Regions from separate parts of the Mus musculus genome. Here regions 2 and 3 are each linked to region 1. Evidence: chromatin contacts called from public HiCAR-type data. All regions are on one chromosome and are shown on one strand. Each heading gives the region's core, a stretch centred on a gene start, on an enhancer-like site or on the middle of the called end of the contact. The rest is flanking DNA. Distances are from core to core; before and after follow the strand shown.

Region 1 (4,895 bases), core at 1,102-3,601:
ACTGAGCATTCAAGTTAGGAGAAAGCTAGGTCTTCCTACTCCTTTTCTCTCATACTTTCTCTTTTCTCTGCCTAAATGGCCAACAATGAGCTCTTATGTGTATTATTTTATGACTCACCAGACTGTCTCAATGTCCACAAAGAACCACTGGCTTATGACAGGCAGGCTTACCCCTGTGATGACATCCAAGTATCAGGAAGATTTGGTCTCCTCTAACCTAAAGCTCAATCTAGCCCCAGAGAAGGACTAAGAAACACACACACACACACACACACACACACACACACAGAGAGAGAGAGAGAGAGAGAGAGAGAGAGAGAGAGAGGAGCAATGTAGTCATTGCAATATGACAGCCCAAGGAAACACGTATTTTTCCAGGACTCCAGGAAGTTACTGTCCTTCGATACACTTTCTCTTGTGGCGACCCCCAAACATCAAATTATTTTGCTGCTACTTCATGACAGTAATTTTGCTTTTGTTATGCATAGAATGTAAATATCTGATATGTGACCCCTGTGAAAAGGTTGTTCACCGCAAAGGGGTCACAACTCACAGGCTGAGAAACACTATCATAATTCTTCATATATTTCCTAGAACTGCAACTGCAGTTCTAGGGGTCACATGAGGTACGCAGGGCTGTCATTTAACAGACGAAAACTAGAGATCCTGGGAAGAAAAAGAAGCAAAAACAAAAACCAAACCAAACCAAAAAAGCCCATGCGAATTCAGTTTCCTTCTGAATCTGAAAACTGATGCTGAACACAAGTTTCTCAAACTTCTACAAGAAAGTTTGGTGACAGTCACCCAACAGAGGCCCCAGGGAACCTTTCTCAATGGATCCTCTGTAGAGATTGTTTGTCTAGGACCTGTTCTTGAACTGGGCAGAGACTGCATGGCACACTACTCTGTAGTCATGGTGACTTCCTCAAGCTGTGGTCCCCTTAAGGGACAGTTTAGGGATCAGAGTCTGAGTTTAAGGCAGATGAGTGGGGAGAAGGATGGGAGATCTATGAGAAGACATGGGGCATTTTAGTTTCTTCTCAAGATCTGTCCTCTAGGGTGGCTAGCTGAACAAGCAAGGTCCATTCACTACTCTGAAACAACCCTCAGGGAACTCCTGATCATTAGAGCCACTATTGTCCCGGTTAAGTATAATTATAACTAGTTCTCTATTTCTGTTCAAAAGTGGTAGTGCAGAATATTGTTACAGAGTGACCTCCCTCATAGAAAGAGGTGCCTTATGCGGGTAAAAACTCAAGAGTAAGCCCAGCAGTCTTGCCCCAGACCTTGGTTGCTTCTTTCTCTTTCTGTTTTCCCCTGCTACATTGCTACTCTTACCAGGATGCATTAGGTAAAGTCAAGAGGCTTAAGCTGTGGTCTGAACTTTCCCCAGGTCTGTTCAAGCCAATGGTCCAGAACCTTCCCAGGAAGTTAAGAATAAGCAAGGGTCAAAGTGCAGCCTTCCGTTGAACCCGGTATTGAATGTGTTCTTGGCCTAAATACTGAGATGCCGGGGCTGGAGAAGCCTGACTCCTTGGCTAGGAGCCAACATCCTTTGCTGGAAGTGTGGGTGCAAAGGTGTGTGTTCCTGAGCTCTCCCCAAAGACCTTGTCCTGAAGTCAAAAGACTCTGAAAGGATCCCCAATCCTATAACTGGTAAGTGGGGGAGGGGTGGTGACACTAACTACAAGCTCACAATGGACTTCTGTTGAAATGATAAGCAACCGGAGAGAAAGAATAAAACTAATTCTAGAGACTGTGGGCTGCAAGAATCCTTCATTTTTTTTAAAACCCGCGGGGAACTGCTTGTTCAGGTTAACATAGCAGCAGAGGGGTGCCCGGTACCCAGAAGATGCGAGGCTTTCTGCGGAAAATCCCGGGGAAGAGGATCTAAGTCTCAAAGTTGACCTGAGCCTGCCGGTGTTGCGTGGCGACGGTGGCAGATACACAGTCCAGCATCCCTGTCGCTGCAGCGCGAACAGCAGGCCAGGGGAGCCCAGAGCCCTTGGACTGCGGAAGGATATAAAGCACTGTTTACCTCGCGCCTGGCCGAGCCATCCGGGGGCGAGGCTGGCGCCCCCAGTGGGGGCACTGCAGGAGTGGCGGCAGCAGCCCTGGCCGCCGGCGGGCGCAGGGGAGCCGCGCGCGCACTGGCAGCGGCGCCGCTGATTGATGGGCTCCGGGCTCAATGACAGGGGCCGGGGCGTGGGTAGGGCGGGGCCGGCGAAGAGGGCGGGGGCTCTGTGGAAATGTGTCGGTGACATTGAATGGGGAGACCGAGCGCGAGCAAGCGAGGCGCGCGCGCACACATACGCGCACACACAGCCGGGCTCGCTCCGAGATCCCCGGCCACGTAAGTAACTATTAATACCGCCTCGCCCGGGGATGCGGGCGTGCTTGAGCGCCGGGATTGGCCTAGGGCGCCGTGGCCATCCCCTTTAATTTTTAAATACACGGTCCTCTCCTACTTCTGGGTGGCAAGAAAAAAAAAATAATAAGAAAAGAAGACAAGCCGTCGATTTTTATTTTTCCTGCAGAGCAAACCCCGCCGTGCAATTTGGTCGCAAGGCATCGGGAGACAAGAGTGGTTTGCAAATTGTTTCAAGGCTCAAGACCCAGTTGTGCAGCGGAAAAGGAACGCCGCGGGTTGACGGAGTCCGGGGAGCATCTGCTGGCAGCTCCTGCAGGACCCCCGGAAAGCTCCTGCTGCTGGTACCCCCCAGGTCACCGCCCGCACTTCTTGCTTCATCGGAGGAGGATCTGGGACGTGAGCAGCGACAGCAAGAGCTAGTGCTGACCGCGCGGGCTCTGCCTTGGGCTTTGTCGCGGTACCTGTGCCTGCCCTACTCCGCGCACTCCCTACTCAGCTTTTGCAATCTTTTGTTGCCACTGCTGACCGCCCCAAGTTAAAAGCGCCTTTGCAATTTTTTTTTTCTGTCTTTTTTTTTTTTTCTTGAGAGAGACAGCTCTGCGATTTTTTGGAAAAGCCTCAGACGCCATCTACAGTTAAGACTTAGGTAACTGCCCTCTCTAGCACCCCCCTTACACGCCCCCCACCCTTTCCACCAAAAAGAGGGGGGTGCAGCGCGGATTCTGGCTGCCGCGCGGCGTGAGCCGGTAGACCCGAGCTTATTTCCTTTTTCTTTTTGTTTGGTTTCTAACGCGTGGAGGGCGAGCCGGCGCCGCGCGCTCCCTGAAGACTGCACAAACTCCACGCAGGGCTTCTCCGCCCGGTCTGCGGATCCTCAGCTGGGGATCGCTCAGAAGCCCGGCGCTGCAGCTCCTCACCCCAGAGGCACGCTCACTCGTCCAGATCCACGCTGCGAACAGAGACCCACTGAGTCCAGCGTGCGGTTCTGCACCGCGCTGGCAGCTTCTGGGTAACAAAAGGACCCGAGTTGTCCGCAGAGCGAGCACCCCCGGGAGCGGGGCTCGCAGCCGGGGACCAGCCCTGCAGCGCCCATCTGGGGGCTAGTTCTTAACTCTTCCTCCACGGAGCCCCAGACGGGTCCCCTCCCTTCTTGATCCTTTTAAGTCGGTAGCACCGAGGCGCCTGCACCGGCGCGGCTCATCCATCTCTCCAGAGGGGTTTTTTGGTTTGTTTGTTTGTTTTGTCGTGTGCGATCCTCACACTCATGAACATACACAGGTCTACCCCTATCACAATAGCGAGATATGGGAGATCGCGGAACAAAACCCAGGATTTCGAAGAGCTGTCGTCTATAAGGTCCGCTGAGCCCAGCCAGAGTTTCAGCCCGAACCTTGGCTCTCCGAGCCCGCCCGAGACTCCGAACTTGTCGCATTGCGTTTCTTGCATCGGGAAATACTTACTGTTGGAGCCTCTGGAGGGAGACCACGTTTTCCGCGCTGTGCATCTGCACAGCGGAGAGGAGCTGGTTTGCAAGGTAACCAGCCCAGCTTTGCTTTTGCGTTTTGTTTTTTTGCTTAAAAAAAATTAAAATTTTTTTTTTAAAAAATTAAAAAAAAATCATCCTGGGTCTTTTGCCAGGGGCCGGGGACGGTGCGGGAGGTCGGAAAGCTCTCAAGTCCAGGGGCGAAAGACTCCCGGGATCATTATGCGTGGCCTCGTTAAGAGGGTTTATTTGTGTGTCTGTCCACGTTCGACTAGTTGCGAAGTTTTCAGACCGTTTCAGACAATGAGGCGGGCTGCAGCGGGGGCGTTTTGGGGAGATCCGGGAAGGGAGGGCGGCGAATCTGAACTGGGGCACGGACACGCGTGCCCCTTAGGAGGCTCGTAGAGCTCGGGTGCACCGGGCTGATTCCCCTTGCCTGGGCATTTCTCTCTCTGAGTCGATTCCCCTCCCCTCGCTGCAAGGACTAGGGAATCCCCGGTTGGTTTTCAAACGCTGCTCCTCTGGTTTCTTTTGTAGCCATTGTTCTTAGCAGCCTGCAGGTGTTAAACCTTTGTTCCAAAGGTGGCCTTTTAAAAGAGACACAAAAAGTGTCCCCTCTGGCTGAGACCAAGGCTCTAGCCGGGGAAAAGAGGAGTTTTAAAGCTCTTTCTTCGGCTTGAAGCCTGGAAAGGAAGGTTGGGGTGGAAATTCGCCCCTTGCGCACCTTTGGGTGAACAACGAATCCTTTGGTTCTTTTTGTCTAGGTTTCTTCGCGTCTTCAGACTCCCTGACTGCACACCCCCATTGCTACTCCCCTGCACCCACAAGGCCACCTTTGCCTGTTTAGAGACTGCCCTTTAGAGCCCCCTGGGCTAGTACTAAGAAGGACACTTCAATTTCCTTTTTGTCTTTGACCCTGAACAGTAACTGGTTTGTGTCTCTATGTGTCAGTGTGTCTTTGTGTGTGCTAACCGAGTACCAGACAAGAGGACCAAGGAAGGATAATAACAAAGTATTTGACTACAGTCAGTTTCCTACTGC
Region 2 (4,895 bases), core at 1,298-3,797, 2.6 Mb after region 1:
TCATGTCAGCTTTTCAGGAGGAAAAGAATAAGTTCTGGTCAGGCCTTCCTCTTTTCTGTGCTTACATGACAGAAGATGGACCGGCAAGACCCCGGCGCTGGCCGAAACCCCTTTCATACAGCTTTAATCACATTCGTGAGGGAAGTGCCACTCCCTGTGAGCCTGTGACGCCATTTTCATTTAAACCACCACAGTCTTGTTTCTGACCCATAAGTAAGGATAAAGTGTAGTTTCCTCAGGCAATGCCTTGCTACTCTTATTCAGTCCTGCTTAAGGGGCATGGAATAGAAACACTCTGATAAGACCCAGGGTGTCCCTGTCTTTGGAAATGAGACCAATTAAACAGGCATTCAGTATCATTTTCATAAAAATGTAAATAATGCAAAATATAAATGTGAATATTAACCTCTGGCAGAGCTGTTGTGAGGTCTGCTTAAATTCAATTAAATTCAACATAAATGAAACACCGGTAAATGTAGATGACAATAATTTATTATAATCAAGGAGCTACTCAATGATCAGGGCTGCAGAACAGACTCAGGAGCTGAACTATGACCCGGAAGAAACCCTGCAGAGCATATTTAAAGGATGAAACCATGAAGCAAAGGAGGGCACTGTGGGCTATAGAACTGTTCAACTGTATTTTGACAAAAGGAGTTGATCACGGGAGTTTTTGTCTATCAGAAGTAGGTTTCTGGGCCTGGGAACATGAACTTAGTTTGACCCTGCCGGCAAGAAGGAGAAGTTGTCCTTGAGATGTCCAATTCATACAACTGTTCCCTTACAAGTTGTCCCTGGAGTGTCTGGAGTCAGATAACTGTTTCCTTGTAATAGAAGCAATTCAGCTATTGGGAAGTCCCAAGCTCATCTCGGGCCTAGGGCCTTGAACTTAATTTCTATGATTAAATGGAGTCAAAAGTGAAATGGTAGTACTTAGAATACATTTCTTTTGCTTGCTTCTAACAGTGGGAAGCTGCAGGCCTAAATGGATTATCCTTTTCCTTTGGAGCTTCAGATCAACACTGTTACATGTAATAATGATAATTAGAACAACATATACATTATTACTATGCATAATAGAACAGCAAATATACTTCTAAGAGCTTTGTGTCAGGTCCCAACGACCCTGGAACAAAAGGCTAACTGTGGTGTCGCATATCATAGCTCACAATGGCCTCTCAGCTCACTCAGCACCTGTGTTTCCTCTCTGCTCTTCTCACCCTGCCCCCCTCCTACCCTAAACCTCTCCAACCCAGGGGCTTCCCTTCCCTCCCCCAGCTTCTAAATCAACCCCTGCCGTTTTAGCTATGTGCTCTGCCATTTTAGCCATGTGCTCTCCTGGTTCTTCTTCCTCTCTTGGCTTGCTTGGTTCTCTTGGTCTTTCTTGCCTTCTTGGTGTTCTTGGTTCTCTAGATCCCTTCTTGCCCTTCTCTCTTCTCTTCCTCTCTCACTGTCCCTCCCTCTCTCCTCTCATGGCCAAGTCTATTCTGCTGGCCACCTTCATGCCACCATTTTTTCTACTCTGGACTTTTCTAGATGCTTCTGACTGTATTCTCTACCATATCCACAACAAAACCCTTCTTCTTAACTATACCTTGGAGCAGGCATGCCCTATTTCCATCCACTTTATGTATTTTACTTAATACTCACCACGAGCTTATCACATATCTATCCATCATGATATATCCATTCATGTTAATATTTATCATCTATTTTATAGATGAATGAACTGGAGCGCAGAGAAGTTCTACGATTTTAGGATCGCACAGCTAGCCTGTAGCAGGGCTAGAATTCAAACCCATGATATCTGTCTCTCAAGTTTGTGCTTCTAGCCCTAAGTTGCCTAAAGGTTTCCTGTTTCTCCCCAATTTCTGGACAGGCTACAGAGAGCACAGAATGGTCCTTAGAGTTAGGTAGATCCCCGATTGCCATTGTCTGTGGCATTACATAATCTATTAACATTCCCGAATCTTAGTTGTTTATCTGATGACTCCAACACACCCCTTACATAGTATGGAGATGAGCCATAATCCCTTTACTGATCCAGCTCTCTAAAGGGAGGGGGTACTTAAAATAATTTGCCTGTCACGCCTGAAATGTCAGAGCTACATTAAACATGGTTGAATGAAAGGAACATATACCACTAATTTTTCCAATAAAAATATTTAACAGGTCCTGTGGGTTACGAACACTCGCTAGTCTTGGTTGGCTGGGCAATGAATTCAATGTATTCTTAAGTCATTCCCAAACTGCTTGGCTCTGCTCATCCTTGTGAGATTGAAGTCAGAGGGCCCAGTTTTACTATCAGGACAGCCTGATCCATTGTTTGAGATCTCAGTATCACACGACTTCCTCTGGGTACATCGTAACTCTGAAGATGGATATCAATAACAGGGCTTGGCTATTAGGGAAAGCAAAGTCTACAGGCCCTGAGTGAACCACCCGGAGGGTCTTTTCGTCCTCGGAACCTTTCTCCTGGGTCTGTATCCTCGTCCGGAATCGGAACACCGAAGAGCTCGAGCCGGAAGCGCGCGCCGCCGCGGCCCCGGCGTGTCTGGAAGGAGGGAATCGCCCGGGCCCGCAGCGGAGGAGTGCGGGAAGATGGCGGCCTTCTCCGGTTCGTTGTGGGAAGCTAAAGGGTTACGAACGAGTCGCCTCGACCCACAGGGAGCGGGTGGAGTGTGCTGCTGTGGCAGTGGGGTCGGTGGGATGGTGGGAGAGCTGTCTCCGCCTGGGGCCCTGCGCGGTGGGGCAGGGACGGTGGGTTCAGGCCGGGCTTTTCCCCGCCGGCAGCGCCCGGGAGTCTTTGCTAAGCGGCTTCTCCTTCCTCCCTTCTGCCTTCGGCTTTCCCGCCGAGCACTCACCTGTCGCGTCCCGTGGCGTCTGCGCTCGCCTGGTCCAGTTTTCTGCCTCTCTGACGTGGCGGTGACTGTTGGGAACCCTTTTCTGTCTCGGGTCCTGGCCAGGATGAGCAGCCGCTGAGCGTGGGGGAAGGGGACATTTGGGGCAAAGATGATGTTGTCCTGCTTGGATTTATCCCCCTAGGTCTTTACAAAATAAATAAATAAATACATGAATACATAAAGCTGCTGATAGTAAAAATGATCGGCATTCGGGAAGCTGGACACTTCGAGAGTTAGCATTGAATGGCAAAGCTAAAGAAAAATATTTTTTTCCTCACGGACTAAATATAATTTTTGAGAATTAGTTACTTGCTTTGTGATACCAAACAGGATTTGGGATGGGGTACTGAACCCACCAGTTAATATTTCTTGTTTTCTCTATTAACCTCTTACCACCCACACACAATTTGGAAAGTTCCAACCAGCCTTGAATATACTAAATATCGTCTTTCCTTCTCAATACATACATATGTGCATATGTACATAAATATATACATATATATGTACACATACACATATGTAAATGAACAGATAAAATTAAATGTACTATCTTTTTGTGTTATTAACCTATTTAAACGACATTATACTATTGTTGGCTGTTTCCTTTTTCTCCTGTAAGAATATCAGGAATTCCAAATCTCAGGCTTCAGGGGAAAGCATTTCTTTTAAAGTCACTTCTGAGAGGAATTCTGTCACTTAACACAATTTTTAGCCCCGAGATCTGTCAGGGGGTTGTAGGTCATTGTTTTATAGGCACACATTTTTGGGAGAAATGCACAAATTTAAGGACAAGACAATATTCTGATATGAACAAAAGTAGAAGAATTTGAATATGTATCTGTTTCTCCTTAAAGAGTTTAACTGTTAAACTGTGAAAGACAAGTTTTCTGTAGAAAATAGACCTAGCAAATGACCAGGATCCTGTAAGATACAGCCTAAAATTTGCCAAGCAATTCGTGGTTGCTGTTTGTGACAGTCTTGCACGCACCTTGCAATATTCTGTGTGTAGCATATTTTAGACCATCACTTTCTTTTTTTTTTTTTTTTTTCTACATTGCTATTTATATCTCCATGTCAGGGGAACAGGGGTCTTTCCAAGCAGAGGTCAAGTCAGCTTGCTAGAGTTGGTCCTCTCCCACCTTGTGGGACCAGGGACTTGGGTCTTCAGGCTTGGTGGCAAGTGCCACTGAGCCTGGCCCATTGCCCCCCTTTTCCCAGTAGTTTTCATTCTAGGAGACAGAATGTAACTAGACTCTTAACTGGCATAGTTGTTAGGCAAGTCAATCTTGTTGTTCATCTTTATGGCTCAATTAGTTTGTCTGAGCAAGGGAAGGTTTAGCATCTACCTATAACTGATTTCACTTGAATGATAAAATGGCAGAACACTCAGGAACTGCCTACGCTATCCATTTATGACCGACCTTTATGCAAAATCATTTAAAATAAACAGTGTGGCCATGCCTTTAATCCCAGGCCTCGGGAGGCAAAGGAAGGCAGATCTCTGAGTTTGAGCCCAGCCTGGTCTACAGAGTGAATTCCAGGACAGCCAGGGGAAATCCTGTCTCAAACCAAAAAAGAAAGAAAAGAAAAGAGAAGAGAAGAAAAAAGGGGAAAGGGAAAGGAAAGAAGAAAGAAAGAAACCAAAGGGACATAGCATATCTTCACCTGACAATTTCCATTGGCATGACCCCCCCCCCCTTCAGTTAACTAGAATTTGTTTTTATTGTTAAAAATAAAAACTATTTCTCAACCTTAGAGAAACAAAATCTTCCTTAAAACAAAGTCTGTTACTATGAAAACACTCTCTTTTTTCACACCCCTTGGGCTATGCAGTATAGAGATTGGCTGATAGGCTGTGTAAACTTAGCAAGAAAGACCCCAATACCAAGGTTGAATATAGTAATCAATTCTGAAGCACATGGCCAAAAGTTACCTATTTCCTATATTTGGAAGTTTCTGATTTATTTAAACTTTTAGTTTTTTATTTGGACA
Region 3 (4,895 bases), core at 1,188-3,687, 2.5 Mb after region 1:
ATGGCTCACAAACACCTATAACTTCAGCTCCATGGGATTCTACATCTCTTCAAATCTCCATGGGTTCCGGCACACATCTGGTACACACGCATGTATGTACTTAGGCACACACACACATGCATACATATAATATGTAATAAATAAATATAAAACAACACTTAACTTGTCAGCCTAGAAGAACTATATCAATCTGTTAATTAATATTATAAAGCCCTCATGGTTCAATAAGGCTGATGCTCAACTCTTTTTCAGACTCCTCCTGGTTCATAGGTAAAGTGCATAGTTGTGAAAGGAGAAAAACCTGTCTATGAACTATATAATACATAAAATGCAAGGCCTCTTTACCTCTGATTGCTTTTGTGATGATGAATGATGCACCGTGCTTTCGGTTGCCTCTGAGCTAAAATAAAATAAATAAATAGATAAAAACTTACAGTTGAGAATTTTATAATACTTGAAACATTTAAATTTATGCTTCTCTACTTATATCCAGAGCACTGAATACCAGCATCAGTATTTTAAAACTTCTTACAGGTTGCAATATGAACTGTGTGTAGTAGCAATAAGAGTGAGAATTATGTTCATAGATCCCTGTCAGGAAGAACCCCAAGGTGAGGTTAGAAACAGTTTCCACATCAAAACACCAATGAAAAGAGAAGGAACCACAGGGGCAGAGCTGAGCTGTGTGGTAGAGAACTTGCCTATGACGTTCAGGGGCCTGGGTTTGAACAAAGACAATACTAATTGCCCAGTCAATGCAGTCTATAGGGCAGGCACAGAGACCTAAAACAGATTTCACTAAGAGGAAAAGTGATTACCTATTGTGTATCCATGGAGACAATGTTATTAACAAAACACAGATATGTAACTACTACAGTAATTAATTTGAGTCCACAAACGTAAACTGAATGGCACTGTCTGTAGAATAAAGAATAACAAATACAGTGAGTAGAGTGCTTTCAAGTTCTACCAAGAATAAAATGAATAAGTAATCAGTAAGAACAGATACGTTACTCCCTAGGACGCTCGCTTAACAAACATGAAGGAATCATCAGGGAACAATTTGGCACAGTGGAGGGATATAAAGTTGATCCCAGGCAGAGCTTATAGGGCAACAGCTGTAGGAAACAGATGTAGAAATCAATAAAGAAGGCAGATAAGAAAAGGCAGAGGACAACGAGATTTCAATATAAGTTGACTCCGTGTTGTTTTTTTAATCAACGTATAGTGCTAAGCATTGAGACAGTATTACAGACATTTCTGAAATGCTAGATATCTTTATCCAACTTAAAGGCGGCAGCAGCCTCTCAATTTCATCATCTACAAAATGTCCACGTCACTCACTAGAAACCGAAACGAATAACAATATATGCAGCTTTTTGCCATTACAAGACCTAATTGAAGACAAGCAGAATAAATACTCAGAAGACAAGGTAAAGGAGCTCACTGGGCCAGATTTAAGAGTCTTCCTAGCCATGCTGCTTCCCCAGGGCCTAACACACGGGCATGCCAGGCACTTGATACCATGTATGTCAAGTAAATGGGCCTTGGGCTCCTGCTTTCACCCTATGACCCGAAGGCTTTCCCTAGGAAACTAGTAACTCCAGGGTCCATAAGTTGGCAAACACCACAACTTTGTCTCCAGCAGAATTGGAGAACCGCTGCTTCTTTCTCTCCACTCCCTTGGCATTCTACTCAGCCAGCACTTCGGGCTTGGTAATGAGAAACGTTCACTGGATTGGCTATCTCTCCTCCACACTGCAAGTTCCATGAAAACACTGTCTCTGAATGCCCAGCAGCCTGCACCATATCTGGGGTCCGAGTGTGTGTGTGTGTGTGTGTGTGTGTGTGTGTGTGTATCACACACACACACTGAGAGAGACAGAGACAGAGAGAGACAGAGACAGAGAGAGACAGAGACAGACAGACACACACACACACTAGTAAATGCGTATTACTGAGACTTTTAAAGGACGATAGAGTCCTGCGAAATTCTCCCGCCACAGGTAACAAGATTACAAGGCAAGTCCGGATATGACAAGGACCTAGGGAAGAAGAGTGACACTGACCTGCCGAGAGGGTGACAGCCTGAGTGGGGATACACAGCCGAATTCGGAGCCAAGGCTGACTACAGACACCCTTCAGCGAGCCCTGGACCCGGCAGCCCCGCCGTTGCCAGGAGACAACACAGCTGCTATCCCCGCTCCACTTGCACTGCGTGGCACCGCGACGTGGCTTTACACGCCCCGCGCCCGCGCCCGCGCCATGCCTACAGCCTTAAAAAGAGAGCCCGGCTCACCTGCACTTCTGTCTCAGGTGGCCATTCGGTATTGACCAGCAAGTCATAGAGAATCGTCTCCTCCTCGTCCGCAGAGCCGGGACTCAAAGCCGGCGCTGACTCGGGGGCCGCCATGTTGGCCGGGAACAGAGTGGTGGAGGGAGGGGCACTACGGCGACTCGCGCGGGTCATACTTTCCTGGACGCGGCCGCTGGTGATTGGCAGAGTGAAATGAATTAAGTGCGGAAAGGGAATGCTAAAAATGACAGAAAGGGAATGCTAAACTTGACAGATCTGTGGGTCTAAGAATGGCCTTGTCTTGTATGAGATATGTCTTGGACCCTGGTCCACTTTTTGTTCATTTGTGCCTGAAATGAGTCAAGTCACTGAACTTTTCTTACCCAGTCAGCGTCTACGAAGCTGCAAGAACCTCCCAGAGTGCTGGTGTTCATGTACAGATTCTTCTGCAAACACAGAACGTGTTCGGAGAGTGGACTTTAAATGTACCAAGGGGTTATTCAGTTCACAGGAAGGGTGCTTTAGGCACCTAGAAAAAAACAGTGAGGCTGATGAAGACACCCTGTAACAAGGAGAGCTTGTCAGCTGTGTAAGAGAGGATGTCCTAAAAATCACCATACAACATGGACTAGCCTCAGACCCAGTCCTCCTGCCTCAGACCCAGTCCTCCTGCCTGAGCCTCCCCAGTGCTCAGAGTACAGAGATGTGCCATCAGGCCCAGCCCTGGGCCTTCAACTATAGGTAGAAATTGGGTTCACTGGAAGTCAGGAGAGAATATATCAGTTAGGAGGTGCACAAGACATAGGAAGATTACGTTGCTATAACAGACAGGGTGAATAGAGAGGCCAAGCTGAGAAAGGGTGTGGAGGACGATAAAGATAGGGCAGCTTGAGGATTCCCTAGAGGGGAAACTTACCTCATTTGCTTGCTCGTTTATTCATTCATTCATTCATTCATTCATTCATTCAGCATATGCCTGTCTTTGCAAGGCCCTTTAGTGTAAGCAGAGCCAATTACGACCAAGACGACCACATTGTTGTTGAGTTGAAAAGAAGTGAAAATTCACAAGATACCTTTCAGAAATTATCCTGTAGAATAACCAACTTAGTGCATTAGGCAATGGTATAATAAAATGCACAACTGGAGCGTGTCTAATTGTTCCCATGTCTCTCCAAGTTCATCTGCACCTTGTACTCTCACAGCTAAACTTTTGCCACACACACACACACACACACACCATTCAACTTTGCTGTTTCTAAGACAACAGACACACATAAACATCAGGAGATCTGACACGGATGTTCTTTGTACACAGAGGTTGTACCTGATGTGGCTCTGCTATTGCTCTCTCATCTCCTTCCGGTTGTAGTTTAAATGCCACCTTCCCTCCGAACTCTTGTTCCTGTCTAAGTTCACACTCACTTTCTTCCCACTCCAGCTTCCCAGCCCTCCCCGTGCCTGCTCAGGTTGTCTGTTTGTTTGTCTGCTTGTGTGTTTAACACAACATTTGTTATCATTGGATATGCTATGTGATGTATAATTTATTTTACTTGTGTACAGTCTGTCCTCATCCTCCAAAAATGTAAACTCTAGCCCAGAAGAATGCAACGTCGTCAGGTATAATAGATTCATTTCACAGACGCACCGTGTCCCCAGTGTTTAGAGCAGGGGGCAAAATTCATACTTCCAAGAGGGTAGAGAGATGGCTCAGCAGTTAAGAGCACTGACTGTCCTTCCAGAGAACCACTGTCTTAGGGGTTTACTGCTGTGAACAGACACCATGACCAAGGCAACTCTTTTTGTTTGTTTGTTTTTGAAGATATATTTTATTTTTATATGAGTACACTGTAGCTGTCTTCAACACACCAAAAGAGGGCATCAGATCCCATTACAGATGGTTGTGAGCCACCATGTGGTTAACTGGGAATTGAACTCAGGACCTTTGAAAGAGCATTCAGTGCTCTTAACCACTGAGTCATCTCTTTTGTGATTCAAGGCAACTCTTATAAGGATATCATTTAATTGGGGCTGGCTTACTGGTTCACAGGCTCAGTCCATTATCATCAAGGCATGGTGGTATCCAGCCACACGTGGTAAAGGAAGAGCTGAGGTCTCTACATTTTCTTCTGAAGGTTGCTAGGCTTCCAGCTTCCAGGCTTGAAGTCCACACCCACAGTGACAAAACTCCTCCAACAAAGCCACACCTCCTAATAGTGCTACTCCCTGGGCCAAGCATATTCAAACCACCACAACCATGATTCAGTTCTCAGCATCCACATGGCAGATCACACCTGTCTGGATCCAGCACCATCACACAGACATACGTGCAGGTAAAACACCAATGCACATTTATAAAAAAGTTATGTGTGTTTCTGTGTTGACTAAGTAAAGAATTTTCAAAAGCAATTTTTTAGACAGACGTGGTGTTTTGCCCCTGCAACCTTAGAACTCCTGGTTGCGAGCAAACCTCTTGTATCTGTCTTTTGCATAGTTCTCACTACACAAAAATTTTCAAATCACTTATTTCTACACACTCAAAGTATTTCTTTTGCAGCAGTGATGTCTTTGCGTCAAGCTCCCAACTGCAAACGAACCCCAG

What was found. HiCAR-type assays count read pairs that join an accessible place to other places.
Region 2: a HiCAR-type map of astrocytes shows a contact between it and region 1, with 6 times the contacts expected there. The contact joins the promoter of Ddx1 here to the promoter of Trib2 in region 1. A contact is called at or near these places in 4 of 115 datasets of contacts at active chromatin or transcription factors (astrocytes, embryonic forebrain, embryonic hindbrain and 1 more).
Region 3: a contact with region 1 is called in a HiCAR-type map of astrocytes, with 5 times the contacts expected there. The contact joins the promoter of Nbas here to the promoter of Trib2 in region 1. A contact is called at or near these places in 1 of 39 promoter capture datasets (hippocampal neurons) and 5 of 115 datasets of contacts at active chromatin or transcription factors (astrocytes, embryonic forebrain, embryonic limb bud and 2 more).

The regions. Positions count from the first base shown.
Region 1 is chr12:15,814,241-15,819,135 of GRCm38.p6, reverse strand. It overlaps Trib2 (tribbles pseudokinase 2), which reads left to right and starts at 2,351. Exons shown (of 3, transcript NM_144551.5): 1 at 2,351-3,905. The coding sequence starts at 3,636. Gm5432 (a long non-coding RNA gene) reads right to left here and starts at 2,199. Exons shown (of 3, transcript XR_001780551.2): 1 at 2,039-2,199.
Region 2 is chr12:13,246,826-13,251,720 of GRCm38.p6, reverse strand. Ddx1 (DEAD box helicase 1) reads left to right here and starts at 2,547. Exons shown (of 26, transcript NM_134040.1): 1 at 2,547-2,617. The coding sequence starts at 2,602.
Region 3 is chr12:13,266,669-13,271,563 of GRCm38.p6, reverse strand. It overlaps Nbas (neuroblastoma amplified sequence), which reads right to left and starts at 2,437. Exons shown (of 52, transcript NM_027706.1): 1 at 2,300-2,437; 2 at 346-400. The coding sequence starts at 2,413.